Linked DNA regions of Mus musculus: region 1 is linked to region 2. A link is a contact called in public ChIA-PET data. All regions are on one chromosome and are shown on one strand. Each heading gives the region's core, a stretch centred on a gene start, on an enhancer-like site or on the middle of the called end of the contact. The rest is flanking DNA. Distances are from core to core; before and after follow the strand shown.

The links. ChIA-PET counts read pairs in DNA pulled down with a chosen protein or histone mark.
Region 1: an RNA polymerase II ChIA-PET map of memory CD8 T cells shows a contact between it and region 2, with 38 read pairs. The contact joins two enhancer-like sites. A contact is called at or near these places in 1 of 484 Hi-C or Micro-C datasets (the G1E-ER4 cell line), 1 of 115 datasets of contacts at active chromatin or transcription factors (memory CD8 T cells) and 2 of 9 other capture datasets (adipose tissue and liver).

Annotation. Positions count from the first base shown.
Region 1 is chr14:118,891,575-118,898,709 of GRCm38.p6, reverse strand. Dzip1 (DAZ interacting protein 1) reads left to right here. Exons shown (of 22, transcript NM_025943.3): 13 at 2,803-2,859; 14 at 6,878-6,940. Among named protein-coding and RNA genes, the nearest start is that of Dzip1, 30 kb to the left of the region's middle. Within about 2 kb of position 5,524, at least 20 of the 459 cell types and tissues checked have an H3K27ac peak or open chromatin away from gene starts, as enhancers often do. A contact at or near this core is called in memory CD8 T cells, where this site is marked.
Region 2 is chr14:118,676,626-118,683,337 of GRCm38.p6, reverse strand. The region is part of intron 1 of Abcc4 (ATP-binding cassette, sub-family C (CFTR/MRP), member 4); the gene reads left to right. Among named protein-coding and RNA genes, the nearest start is that of Gm41247, 18 kb to the left of the region's middle. Within about 2 kb of position 2,062, at least 46 of the 459 cell types and tissues checked have an H3K27ac peak or open chromatin away from gene starts, as enhancers often do. A contact at or near this core is called in memory CD8 T cells, where this site is marked.

The DNA of each region.
Region 1 (7,135 bases), core at 4,275-6,774, 210 kb before region 2:
ACTGTGGCGCATTCGTTACTGGGCGTCTTTAGGGGTTTGGCTAACAGCTTACACCAGTCAGTCTGGGAGGGGGGGTGTTGGTAAGTGGGGCTTCTTTTATGAAGCTGCTGTTGCCTCCTGATGCCAAGGGGATTGGAAGGTCATGGGAGGAGGGGAGCTAGATTGATCTTAGGAAATAAAGAAAATGCACACTTCATGGAAGGATGGAACGCTAAAAGACTGAGTTGAACAATGATCAAAGGAAATACCACCAAGCATACAAACAGAAAAGAAGAAATAACAGCAAAGTGTGTTTGGAGTGATTTTTCTCCAAATGGAGTGTCCAGATAGCCTGAGGCAGGCAGCCAGATCCAATGGGATATGAGAAGTCAGTTATTAAGATCTTAATGTAGTAAAGAGTTTACTCTTCAGATTTTCAAATAATTTTATGTTTGAAAATGTATATAGTGCTTGTATGGTTTGTGTGTGTGTAAATTTATTTAGAGAAGTATGTGTAAATTTCACATTCTATATAGTGAGAAAAAGTAGTGATGTCCCTGGGATGAAGAGAATTGGGAGGTAGGTGGGTCCATGCTCCATATGTAGGGGACCCTTAGGTAGGGGTGGCTTACTCATTCCCAATCTTTCCTCCAGCGTGGAGACCGCTTTAAAAATCCAGGATTCTAGGGGTGACAAGGAGAGTGTTTTCAGGAGAGGAGCACAGGTACCCTAAAATTTAAGATAAGAAAATCCAAGTCGCAAAGGAAGGGTCAGCATAGAAGTGATCTAATGCACCCATCTGATCCATTCCTGGCAAGATGGACGACCTCCAGCGCCCAACACAAGGCTGATGGATGTGGGCTGCTCTGTGATGCAGACTGTGGCCAGTCATCTGGGACAGATGTTCTTCCCTGCTGTCTGCTGCTGTCGGGAGTGAGGAGTGTAGGTTAGCAAGACCCTGGCGTGATCAGAGCAGACCCTAGCCACTTTGGGCCTGTGACTGTCTTCCGTCGTAAGGGAGGTGTTCTGTAGCCTGCAGCAGCCCATTAGCAGACGGTCAGTTTTAACACAGTCATGTCCTTTGGCTTTAGATCCTGACAGTACAGAGGCGGATGGTTACAGTCAACCATTGGACTGAATGCAGGGTCCCCAGTGGAGGCGTTGGAGAAGGGACTGAAGGAGCTGAGAGGCTTTGCAGCCCCATGGGGGGAGGGAGCAACAGTGTCAACAGGCCAGACCCCCCGGAGCTCCCAGGGACTGGACCACCAACCAAAGAAGGGATAGAAAGGGACCCGTGACTCCAGCCTTGGCAGAGGATAGATAGCCTTGTTGGATATCAGTGCGAGGAGAGGCCCTTGGGCCTGAGGGGTTCGATGCCCCAGTGTAGGGGAATGCCAGGTTGGGAAGGCAGGTGTGGGTGGGTGGGGGAGCACCCTCCTAGAGGCAGGGGAGGAGGGATGGGATAGGGGGTTTCCGAAGGTGAGACCTGGAAAGGGAAACGCAAATAAAGAAAATAAACAAAGCAAAACAAAACAAAACAAAAGCTGAAGTACCATCCAGAACCTTTCAGTTGGTTTTCCTGTAAAACGGGTAAATATCGGGATGGTCGCTACTTTATTTACATGGCAAGATGCTCGTCTGAAGCTGTCCAGCTCTGGTATAACATCACAAAGCTAGCTGTAGATGATGAAGCAGTGAACTCGGCTGTGTTTCAGTAACCATTTATGAAACATCAGCCGGCTCGATGTTTCCCACGTTTGTAGCTTCGATGTAGATTTGCATGAGTTGCAAATGAACCCAGAAGTCCTATTTTCTAAGCTTCCAGTCATTTATGGACAGAGAGGAGTGGAACAGTATTGTATTTATTCTAAAGAAAGAAAGTGTAACTCTTTAAAGGCTACAAGGTTAGGACTAATACTTTCAAGGTAGGATTGGGACTCAAGGTGAACTAGTGGAAGAAACCATAAACCACTAGGTAGCTGTTTAAGAGGGCTTGGGGGGGAGGGGGGGAGGGACGGCCGTGCGATCAGGCACTTCAAGGGCTCTTAGGAACAGTGAAACTCTGGAAGAAAGGCTCAGGATCTTTCGGAACTGATCAAAGCTTCCTTCCGAGATGAAAACAACCCAAATGCCCATCATGTAATAGACACCTGGGGTCTAGTTAAACACTGGGCTGTGACTTGACCGTCGGGTAACGCCAATGGTGATGTATCACACAGCGAAATCATGCGAACCGAAAGAAGCCAGAACATAGTGTGTAGTCCTGGATGTGTGAAATGTTCAGAAGAAGCCAAGTCACAGACACACAGGGGACAATCATTGTCGCCAGGGGCTGAAGAGATGGGTAGAGAAGGAGCTAACACACATTGCCACTGAGGAGACTGACAGAAGTGCTCCGAGGGTGAGTGAGTGATCGTGCTGTCACAACCCTGTGCATATACCGAAAGCTGCACGCACAAGTGCATGCACACACAGGCACACACGCATGTACATACACACACACACACACACACACACACACACACATACACAAGTTATTATTTCTCAGAGAAGTTATTTTTAGAGACTCGAGGTTGTAGCTCAGTGGGAGAGCACTCAACGAGCGTGCACAAGGCCCTGGGTTTTATCCCTGGAACCTCCAAGTAATACTTTAGAACAACTTAAGAAAACCTAATGAGGCCAGCAGGGCAGTGTGTGCTGTGTGAGGTGTGTGCTTCCTGTGGGTCGTCTGTATCTTTTTGGAGCGTGTACAGTCATGCTCACAGTCAGATGCCTAGGCTGTAGTGACCGGGCCAGTGAGCTTTCTCTTCTGCTCTGTTTCAGTGACTGCCTCGGCCACACAGAATCTGGATGGTGCATCCAGCCTGACCATGGTACATGGTAGGTTTCACCAGTAGTCTTAATGTTCCGTGTGCATTTTTCACCCAGAGTTAGATAATTCATTAACCCAGATTGCCAGCGGGCATGCGATTATATAAAACAGGAAACACTAGCAACTACAAAGCAGTTATTAAAACTGCTGTTTTCACCGACAACGTGACCAAAAAAAAGGGACATACCGTCAAAGCCAAAAAGCACACAGGGTATGTGTGTTGCTGGACTTACCGACAGCAGTTTTAACACCAGTACTTCATTTATTTATGATCCTTGAAGAAAGTGGTAGGGACAGAGGAAGAACAAGGTGGCTCGATACTAGACCAGCCAACCAGCACACGCCACAGGGCATGCGAGTTTGTTTTTATAACTTTCAGCATGGTAGCTAGTCACCTTTTTAAAATAAACAGTCTCAATGATTGGTCAGGAAAATGCAGAAAAAAGATAGAAACCAAGGGCAACAGACTGGACCAAGCCCCAGGGATGAAAACGCTGCCAGAAACTGGTCCTCGGCCAGGACAGTGGAGTAGTACGCTCATGCTCTGGTAGACTGATGGCTGTCTGCAGATATGGCTCTTTTCCTATTGCAGATATGGCTCTTTTCCTATTGCAGATATGGCTCTTTTCCTATTGCAGATATGGCTCTTCTTTTCCTATTGAACTGGACTTCTTACAGGTTTTCCTCCTCTGCTCTTTGTGTTTTCCTGCGGCTGCCATACCTTACAAAGGAACCTCAAGAGGGCCACCTTTTCCTGCCTCATCTACCAGTGGTTTAAACTCTAATAATTACTGTCCTCTGCTTTGGGCTTGAACCCTTTAAGAGAATAGACGTGAGCAAGGAAGTAGCTGAAGTGGCTCTGTAGATAAAGCACTTGCCATGCAAGTGTGGGGACAGGAGTTTGGATCCCCAGAACCCACACTGTAATCCCAGCACTACTGAGGTGAACTGGGAGATGGGAGAGTCCATGGAATCTCCCTGGCCAGCAGCCCAAGGCCCGAAGCAGTAAAGAAGTGACTGAATGAAAACAAGGTGGGAGACGAGGACTGGGACCTAAACTGTCCTCTGACGACCTATGCATGCCATGCCCTCACACCTATGCTTACACATGCACACACATGTGCACATACACATACACACTCACATGAACACATATCACACACATATGTACACACACACTCACATACATACAAACACGTGACATTCACATGAACACATAAACTTACACATGCACACATGAACACCCATGCACATACACACACAGCACACATGAGCATATGCACACAATGTACACATACAGAACACACACATGCACACACATACATGCACACATTCATGCAATACATACATGCATACACATACATGTATATACATACAAACACACACATCACACACGCATGCACACACATACACATATAGCACACATGAACATATGCGCACACATACACACATTGTACACACATATGAATACCCGTGCACATACACACACAGCATACATAGACATATGCACAGATGTACATACACAGAACATATGAACACACACATGCACACACACACACACTTATACACCTATGCACACAGAACCATGCAGGAACTAAAGTGCTAATTAATCGATATTTAAGAGTTAAGAGGGTAGTAGAAGCAGAGAAAGGCAGAGAGAGGGAGAGAGTAGATAAGTAGAGGCCAGCCATGGTCATGAACACGTGGAGAGAGAGGGGAAGGGAAGAGCCCAAGAGGGCAAGGGGGAAGAAAGAGTAAGAGAGGGAGGAGAGGGCAAGCAGCCACTTTTATAGTGGGTCAGGCCTACATGGTTGTTGCCTGGTAACTATGGGGTGGAGTTTAGACAGAATGCTAACATAACCTGCATGTGCAAGGCCAAGGCCAGGTGCAGCAGCCTCAGGAATAAATGGAAACAAAGTCTGTCCTTAAGGAATTTGCAGTCTACAAAATAACCAAATAGTTGCCATTGTGTTATTACAAGGGAACAGATAGACTATGGTGATATGGGTTGTCAGTCTCTGGCAATTTGAGTCATGGAGGCAAAAATGAATGTGTTGGAATGGCATTCTAGGTAGGGCAGACAATGGGCAGAATATGTAGCAGGCAAACACTGACTATAGTAGTGGCACAGCTAATCACTTAGCTGAGCACAGAGCACACAGAAGAGACTTGAGGGAGATGTTGGTTCTGATTATTCAAGGAGGACTAAGCACAAGACTCCACTTGTCGAGGTGTTTCTGTGGACATGCGTAGCCTTTGGATGTCCTTGATCATGCTGGGCATGAAGGATTGGAGAGCTGGATTATGGAGACAGTGGCTTGGACAGAGTATGTCCAAAGAATCAAGGCTGGAAAGAGCAGCTTGGGCTATTGGTAACTGTGGACCTAACAGTTCTTCCCTAAGAGCTGGCTACTTACAGAAGCAGAAATGATTCAGGCAACAGCTCCACCGAGGGACATGGGTGCATGGGAGCATGCGCGACAGCTCGCTAATGCCTGGAACCTGGAGCACACTCCACGGCCTGCAGGGAACTCATCACATTAGAGTTTTTTCCAAATGACTGTTCTAGACTTCTGGAAAGCTCTGATGGTCTCTGGTCTGGTCTCAGAGGCTTCTTTGTAGCTTGTCTTGTCTGAGAGGGACTCTCAGCTTTTATTGCTTCCTGTGGTAGGAAGGTGTTATGCCCCAGCTCTGCACGAAACCCGTGAGAGCTCAAGAACTGTGGAGGCCCCTGCAATCGTGCATGCGAGCCTTTTATTTTCCAGTCAGACTTGGATCGAAAACCTTCCCACAGTGAGGGACAGGAGTGTGACCTCGAGCGTGGATGGCCTGGTGGATGGCCTGGCACTTATATACAGCATAGTTAGAGATTCTTTGACTGCTTAGGGTGACGGGGGGGAGGCGGGTGAAAGAGTGTCAGGAGGAAAAGTGCTCTGTGGTCTCTGAGCTGCAGGTGGGTGAGCTGTGTATCCTGTAAGCCAGCTTGATGGTTGCCTGTTGCCGGTGCCTCAATCCCGAATGCCGCCACGGCCCCTGCCCCAGCACCTTCCCCATGTGTCTTTCATCCCTTCCCAGGATGGGGCTTGGTTTGATAGAGCTCCTGGCAGATTTCCTTGTGCAGATGGATAAAAGTCATGTCCCTGGTAAAAGTCAACCGGGCATCGTATTTCCCAGTCTCCAACTCATGTCCTGGGTGAGATGGGATAGCTCTCTCCACTTCACCCTACTGTAAGGCCAGGCTCATCTCCAGCCTGTAGCCTCGCCCTGGGGGCTCTCTAAGACAGAGCTGGAGTTTGGGGCCTTGGATATCTGTAAGATTGTGTCTCCGTGTGACTGCTTACCCGCTCTTGCTTCACACTCGAGTTTTACTCGCTCTTTTCATCTTTGCCAGCTTCTCCTAGCCAAAAGTTAAGAGTTCCAGCAGGTGGCCAGGCATAGGTGTGTGCTATGAAGTTCTAATCCGTCCCTCTTGGACGGACGGTCTGGCTTCTACTTGGCTTTATCTCTGCTGTTGTATTTTAAACAGATGGCTCATGGGAAAGAACTTTTTAAGTTGTATCTCATGTGTCAGCGAGAGATTAAGGCATGAGAGGCTTGAGTCCTCGAAATATGTAATTTAAAAATAATTGAAGTTAATAGAGAATACCTAGAAATCGGAGAGTTCCTGAAAAAGTGGCCAGTTGTTGCCGCCTCAGCCAGGCATGGTGGACCATGCTCACAACCCAACCGTGTAGGAGGTGGAAGCAGGATCAAGGTTAAAGGTCACTGCTCACTATAAAGAGAGTTCAAGGCCAGCCTCAGCTATATAAGACCCTATCTTTAAAAATAAATAAATAAATAAATAAACTAAAATAATAAAATCAGAAGTTATTGCCTTAGTATTTCCCAATAGATCTTTGCTATTTAGGCAAAATATATCGGGGGATATGTGCATATAGTAGCTTGTATATACCTATGTATGTCTGTATAAATTATTTGGAAGCAAACAAATGTATTCGTGTAACTCCTTTTCTTCTTCATTGACAGAGCAAGTGTTCTCTTCACACATACTGGAACCAATAGAAGAACTTTCTTCAGAGGAGGAAAAAGGTAACGAAGCTTTGGGGTTTCCTTGTTCACTCGGGTCTGGACCTTGGTAGTGCATGTCTGCGCTGTATAGCGCACGGTACTGAAAGCAAGAGCCGCCTAGATGTGGATTGTGTGTTTCGACCTGTGTGATGTGCAGCATTTTGTTATTTTGGTCCCCTAATCTTCTGCTTGATTGAATTTTCTGCGGGTAAGTTA
Region 2 (6,712 bases), core at 813-3,312:
GTAGCTATCCAAGGCACGTTCCTGTTGGATATTCACCGTCTCCAAGAGCTGGCTAGCTCCACTGTGGTCGGCCTCTCCCCAGCTGGAGAAGGATTTAAGATACTAGAACATCAGCATGTGTAGAAGACAGAAATAATGAGTGGAATAATGTTCTTGCTGCATAAGGATTGGCAGGGCAGCCTGATGGCCTGGGCAGAGGAGAAAGTTGCTTGGGCAGAAATGTGGAGCAGGCATCTCTGGGTTCAGCTGGAACTAGGAGGAAGGTGAGGGGAGCCCATGATGCCTAGTCAGGGCTCACCTCTAACTCTCCCATGCACTTGAAGAAAGTTCACCAAAAGGCTCACGGCCTTCCTTTGTGTAGGGCTTTGATGGCACAGCCGTGAGGCTGCCCAAGGGCCTAAACTCATAACTGGATGGAAGCAGGGGCCAGGGACATTATCTGGAGCCCCGCCCTCCCCCAAGCTAAGTTCACTGTGCTGCCATTGCAGGAAGCCTGTGACGTCACCCCAGACAGAGCTGTCACAAAAGGGAAAGGCCCAGACTTACTGTATGGACTGCCGGTTTAGAGACTTTGCTAAAGATTTGGCTTCCTTTTGTGGAGATGCCAAGTAACTCTGGACCTGGCTTTGCATACGGTGCTTTTTGGATTCGGAGAAAAATCAGTTGCCATAGATACATACTTTTGTATGCTTTTATAACGAAATGTCTTTTTCACTCCTGTGTTACTTGAAGACATTAACTTAGTAGGGTTTCAAGGTATGTGTGTGTGTGTGTGTGTGTGTGTGTGTGAGAGAGAGAGAGAGAGAGAGATTAAGAGGGAGTTTGTGGTTTTAAGTAGCAAGAATTTAGGTTGCCTAGGCACATGGTTTCTTTTATGCTAGAAGCTTTGGAAAACAAAACTGTCAGAAATGATTAGTCCCCTCATGGAGTTTGTAGCTCATGAAAAGCGGGGAGGACTGGGTTAGATTTCGTGCTGGTTCTGGAACTTGTGGTCACTTAAACACAGAATATGCAGGAAAGTACCTCCGCATCTCAGGCCTGTGGAAGTTTTTTTTGGGGGGGGGGCACGATAGAGGTGGGGGGGTGAGACAGGATTTCTTTTTGTAGCTCTGGTTGCCTAGAACTTACAGAGATCCTGTTGAGTGGTGGGATTAAAAGTGTGTGCCAAGGGGCCTGGCCAGTGAGAGTTGTCCATAAGACACCACAGCAGAATAGATTACATTGCTTGGGAAAGTTGTAGATAGATTTTTATCTTTGAATAATAGACTATTGCAAATGCGTCATACCCAAAGTGGTGGCTGTTCAGCAAATGGCCTGAGACCTTTCCTGCAAGGAGTTACTTCATATACTTGAGACATGCTTGCATGCATTTGCTAATTTAGATGTTTCATGGATGCAGTTGATGGATGCAGTTGGTAGGTAGAGGCATACAAGCAGTGTTCTCGGGTGAGAGGAAAAACCTCGATAGAGGTCGGCCTCGTTTTTCAAGCTATCATGGAAGGCCTTGAAAACTTCGGCTCCCTTCTTCCAGTTGCGTGTGCTGTCTTGTTCCGTGATGTCCCTCTGCTTCTGTTAGAACCAATGCCTGCTGTATACATAGGAACATAAACTTGAGTAAACCAGATGGTTCCAGTTCAAAGCAGAGCTTCTCAAGGTATTTATGAGAGCCATTACAAGTCATTGTCTCCTTACTGATAAATTTGGGTAATCAGGGTAATATTAATAAACACAGACTGCTCATCTGCTGAGGGCTAAAGGAATGCAAATAGTTTTGAGGATTTGTAGGCTAAAAATCTCTTACAATGAGCTGTGGTCTGGAAGAATAAGCAACCTTTATATAGTGGGAGTGGGTGGGTGGTATGCAGGGATGGGTGGGGGGGCTATAAGAGCCAACAGCCAATACTGCATCTGCTTTCTTGTGCCCCCCACCTTTCAGGCCAGTATCTCAGTGCTGTGGCCTTGGTGGCCTTTGGTGATTTGTTTACAGCCGGGTGTGTGACTCAGGGTGGTAGACGCTGTTTTAGAGAGAGCTCAGCCAATCCCTATCAGATTGCACATGAGATCTGCCCGCAGCTGTCTCCAGATTTATTTGCTTGCTTCTCTTCAACCACAGACACACGCTAACCTCAGCCTAGGTCTCGAGAAGCGGAGGTGACTGGTCCTTTCTGGTCGGGTCCTTCCTCCCCCTGTATTTTTTGTTTATTCTCTGGTGAAACAGACCCAGAGGAACTTTGGTGGTGCCTCTGCCTCGAGACTCCCTGCTTCGGATGTGGCTCATAGACCCAGAGAATGGCTGCTCCCTGCGTCCTGGGAGAAGTGTGGACTCTCCAGCTCCTTCAATAGTGCGCCGACCCAGAGCCATCCATGAGGTCTCTGGGGAACGGAAGTGCCGGGGACTGGGGGGAGAAAGAACCCAGACCCACTACCATTGTTGTCTGTCTAGATAAAGCTGGTCGGTGCCTTATTCTGAGGACAGGAAGAGGAAGGGTAGAGGTGTGCTCATGAGATGGATTTCTAAGTCTTCTTTGCCTGGAGATCTCACCTAGCAGCAAGTGTGCTCAGAAGACGTTGGGTGGTTAGTCCAGAAATCAGGAGATAGAAAAGGCGGCTTCAGGTGCTTAGCTGAGCTCAGTGGAGGCTGTGGCTTGCCTATACGTCTATCTTAGATCACAATGCTAACTGAAAGATGGAAGGCATATAGCCATCTCTTGATGAGTGACATACAGTAATAGATGTGTTACCACAAATGACACCAGGATTAGCACTTGGGTTACTGGCCTCATAGAAAGCCCAAGGCTTATTGCATGCCTAATGTGAAGACCATACAAATGTGGATTTTCTCCCAATCTTCCCTTCTCCTTCATGTCTTCTTTTTTGGCCGTGGAAATGACAAGTATGTATGCAGTAGAGTGAACAGAACAGTCTAACCAAGTCCCAAGCAGCCTCCTCTGAGCTTCAGCCATGATCAGCTCCCAGCCAATCTCATCTGCTCTCTACCCCACTCTCTTCCCCACTCGGAGACTCGTACACTTGTGTGTTCTTGGTTGCAAGCACGTTTCCTTGCTTTTGATTTGTAAAGGGACGCTAGAACCTTGATTTGTTAAAGTTGTTATGCGCTTGCCGTAATCTCACGAGTATTCTAGGGGATGCTTAATTATGACCGTATAGGCACTGTTAAATCAACCGTGAACACCACGCCGTCTGTCTTGTCACTTTCTGTGTGTCTGTATGAGTTTGTGGGTGCACATCTGTGCATGTGAGTGTATGAGCAGGCCAGATGTTGACGTTAGGTGTCTTCCTCAATCCCTATCCACCTTAGTTTTTGAGATAGTGTCTCTCACTGAACCTGGAACAAACAACAAATTCAGCTGGAGAGCAGTCCAGCCATCCTCAGGGTTTCTTTCGCCTCTGTCTCCTCAGCAATGGGATTATTGGTACGTGATGCTGTGTATGATGTGTGTGTGTGTGTGTGTGTGTGTGTGTGTGTGTGGTCAGAGGACAACTGGGAGGAGTTGTGCGTCCCTCCACCACGTGAGTCCAAGGGATTAAATCCGGTTGTCAGGCTTGCTGGCAGGTGTCTTTGCTTGCCGAGCCATCTTGCTGGCACAGGTTGGACCATCTATGACTAACCACACACCTCCGTGCGGCTTTCTCACCTGTACAACCTGCCGTTCTCTGAGTCTTGATCTCAGACCCACAGACTGGAAGCCCAGCAACAGGGATCTGGCTTTACAGCTCGTGGGCTGCACAGATGTTTTCTTGTAGCTTAAAATTCAAGGTCTGAATGTTAGAGAGTGTAGCAGCAAAGGAGGAGGGAGATTTCAAACCATGCCTTTTCTTTCTGGTGCTGGCAGCAGAAGTGCTGAGGGGGCAGTGATGGCTGGTGGGCACTGTGCTGAGCCCTGCAGTCTCATATTGGACTGAGGTGCATATGGTGAAGCCCTGATGGAAGAAGCCATCCGAGTGGAGATGCTGACATCTTCACTGTCAGAAGGCCATCAGTGTCTTGAGAAGTTAGTGGGAAGTCAAGAGTTCCCAGAGTTGATCAGAACTTCACAGGGTCCCGACTCAGACTGCTTCAAGCCTGTAAGATTGGGGTTCCTAGGACACTCACTTCTGACACAGTGAATATAAATTCAGGACCTCCTATGACCCGCTTGGGCTTAATAGCAATGTCTCACAGGACTCAGGAAAGTGCTATACACAGAACTATGATTTTTCTACAGCATGTACATACTGGTTGAAATCAGTCAGGATCCCAAAAGCACAGCTTTCTGGTCCTATCCCATGAGCTGGGATTTGCCACTTTCTGGACATGCTAATGGCTGGCACATTGTCTTATAATGATACCCAGAGTGTTGGCAACCGAGAAAGCTCATAAAAGCCTCACCTGTTGGGCTTGCTTTCTGCAGGTGGCATTGATGTGCGTGGGTCATGAGATCCATCTCAGACTTTCTGCCCTCTAAGCCCCAGAGTCTAGGCAAAGTCCATGCCTGTCAATACATGATTCGTCCATCCGGGGCAGTTTCCATCGTTGGTTTTATGTAGTATAAACTTTCCAGGGGACCTAATGTGAGTCACCTTGTTAGCATAAACCATCAGACCCTGTGACCTGGGAAATTCCCAAGACTTAGAAAAGCTAGGGTCAAAGTCCAGCCAAAGTCACCATTGCATGAGTCCCCTCCCTCCCACCACTGCTATCTAGATCCTTCTACACAGCACCCCCCCCCCACCAGTCCTCTCCACTGACTTGGAGAGCATTCTAGAGTCAGGTTGGGAAAGCTAGGGACACAATCCTGAACAGCCACAGAGTTCAGGAGGCAAATGCTGGTTCAGAGCCCCTGGCCAAAGGGTTGATGCTCCATCTCCTGGTGGAAGAAGGCACTCTGGCTATACAAGCACGACTTGTAGCTCAATCTCCCACTGTCTGGATGAGCACCTGCAGCGTATCACACATGAGCTGCATGGCCCTGGGCAAACCACCTTCCGTGTGCCACTTTCCCTCTTTATGGATATATGAACAATAGCGTTCAATCAAGTTTCCTGTAGCTGTCCTATGAAGTGACAACACAGTTGATGGTTTAAGACCATAGAGATTCTACACAGTTCTGAAGACCAGGGGTCTACAGTCGGGGCATAGGCAGGCCTAGCTCCCTCTGGAGACACCACAGGAGAATTTTCCTGACTGAGTACCTACAGCTTCTGGCACTGGTGATTGTTGGCTTGTGACTGCAGCCTTCAGCCTCTTCAGACAGCCATATTGTAGTAGTGAGTTGGGCTACACCTCTTTGGCTCCCGGCAGATCGTATGCATGCACGCATGCATGCATGCACCCGCCCAGGACCTATCCAGGTTTTTCAAGTGGAAGACACACATATATGCCAGTTAATTTTAAAATGCCTTGGCTACCTCAAAGGCTGGGCACTCCTTCTCCTGCTACCCCATGCCCAATTGGGGAAGTAGCCAGCGGCACTTTATTCTTATATGGCTCATTGGTTTTATCTCTTGTGGCTCTTACCTCCATCCATATCCCACAACTTCATGGTGATCTCTCCTCCCCTCCCCCTCCTTCCCCCCATGGCATCTTAGCCCTCACAACTCTAAGGGTCTCGCCCTGTTTCCCTCTTCCCAGCCACTGGCTGTTGACATCTTTATTGTTTGATCAAAAACATATCAGAGACAAGGACCTTTAGTGTTTGGACGCACAGATCCCCTATTAAATCAAAACACCAGAAACAATCTCCAACAGCCAGCTGAGCCCCTCCCCCCACCATCGATAGCATTTACACCGTGCCTGGTATTTTTGTGAACAACACCTACATTCCCCATGAATCCAGTAATGGAGGGGCTTGCTGGAGAGCCAAGTCAGAGGTCAGGGGGTCCTGAAGGAGCTGGAACTGAATCAGCCATTCAAGGAAAAAGAGCTACCTACACTCAGCGTGCATGGCTGGTGGGTGTGCAAAACCATTGCTTGGAGGATAGGTCTAGCGTTTTCTTGAAAAGGGGAACATACTCTTACATGACATAGCAGGCACTGGTATTTTAACCAAATGAGCTTAAAACCCTGCACATAGGCAATTATAGCAGCTTTATTCATGATGGCCAAATGTGGGAACAACCAGGATGCTTAGCTGGTGAATGGATACACAACTGCTAGATTCAGAGTAGGATCCAGTGATAAAGAAACACTCCACAAAAGGCCCGGGGCTACGCATTTTGAATACATGCTGCTAAGAGAGCAAGTCAGTTGGAAAAGGGGAGATCCTACAGGAGCTGACTCTGATGTTCTGGGTACAGTCAAACAAAGATGAGTGGTTGCTCAGGGTAGGGAGTAAAGGGGTGAAAAGTCCAAACACAGACTTGGGGCTGTGAAAATAATCTCGTGACTCTGCCGTGGTGGATACACATCATTAGGCGGTTGTCCGAGCTTAAGAGTCTACAGCATTCTGAAGTCAGCTGTGGAGGCTTCGAGACACACACACACACACACACACACACACACACACACACACACACACACTCACACGTCAACACTGGCCACCTGTGGTAGGAGACAGACTGCTCTGGAGGTGGTGAGTTTTAAGAGTGGGCAAGTCTGTGTCTGTACGGGGTGGGGGGAGGGTTAGGGACATACGGACATGTTCTAGTTTTGCTCGGGTCTGCTGTGAACCCCCAAAGCACTCTAAACCCAAAACTGTCACGAAAATTTTAA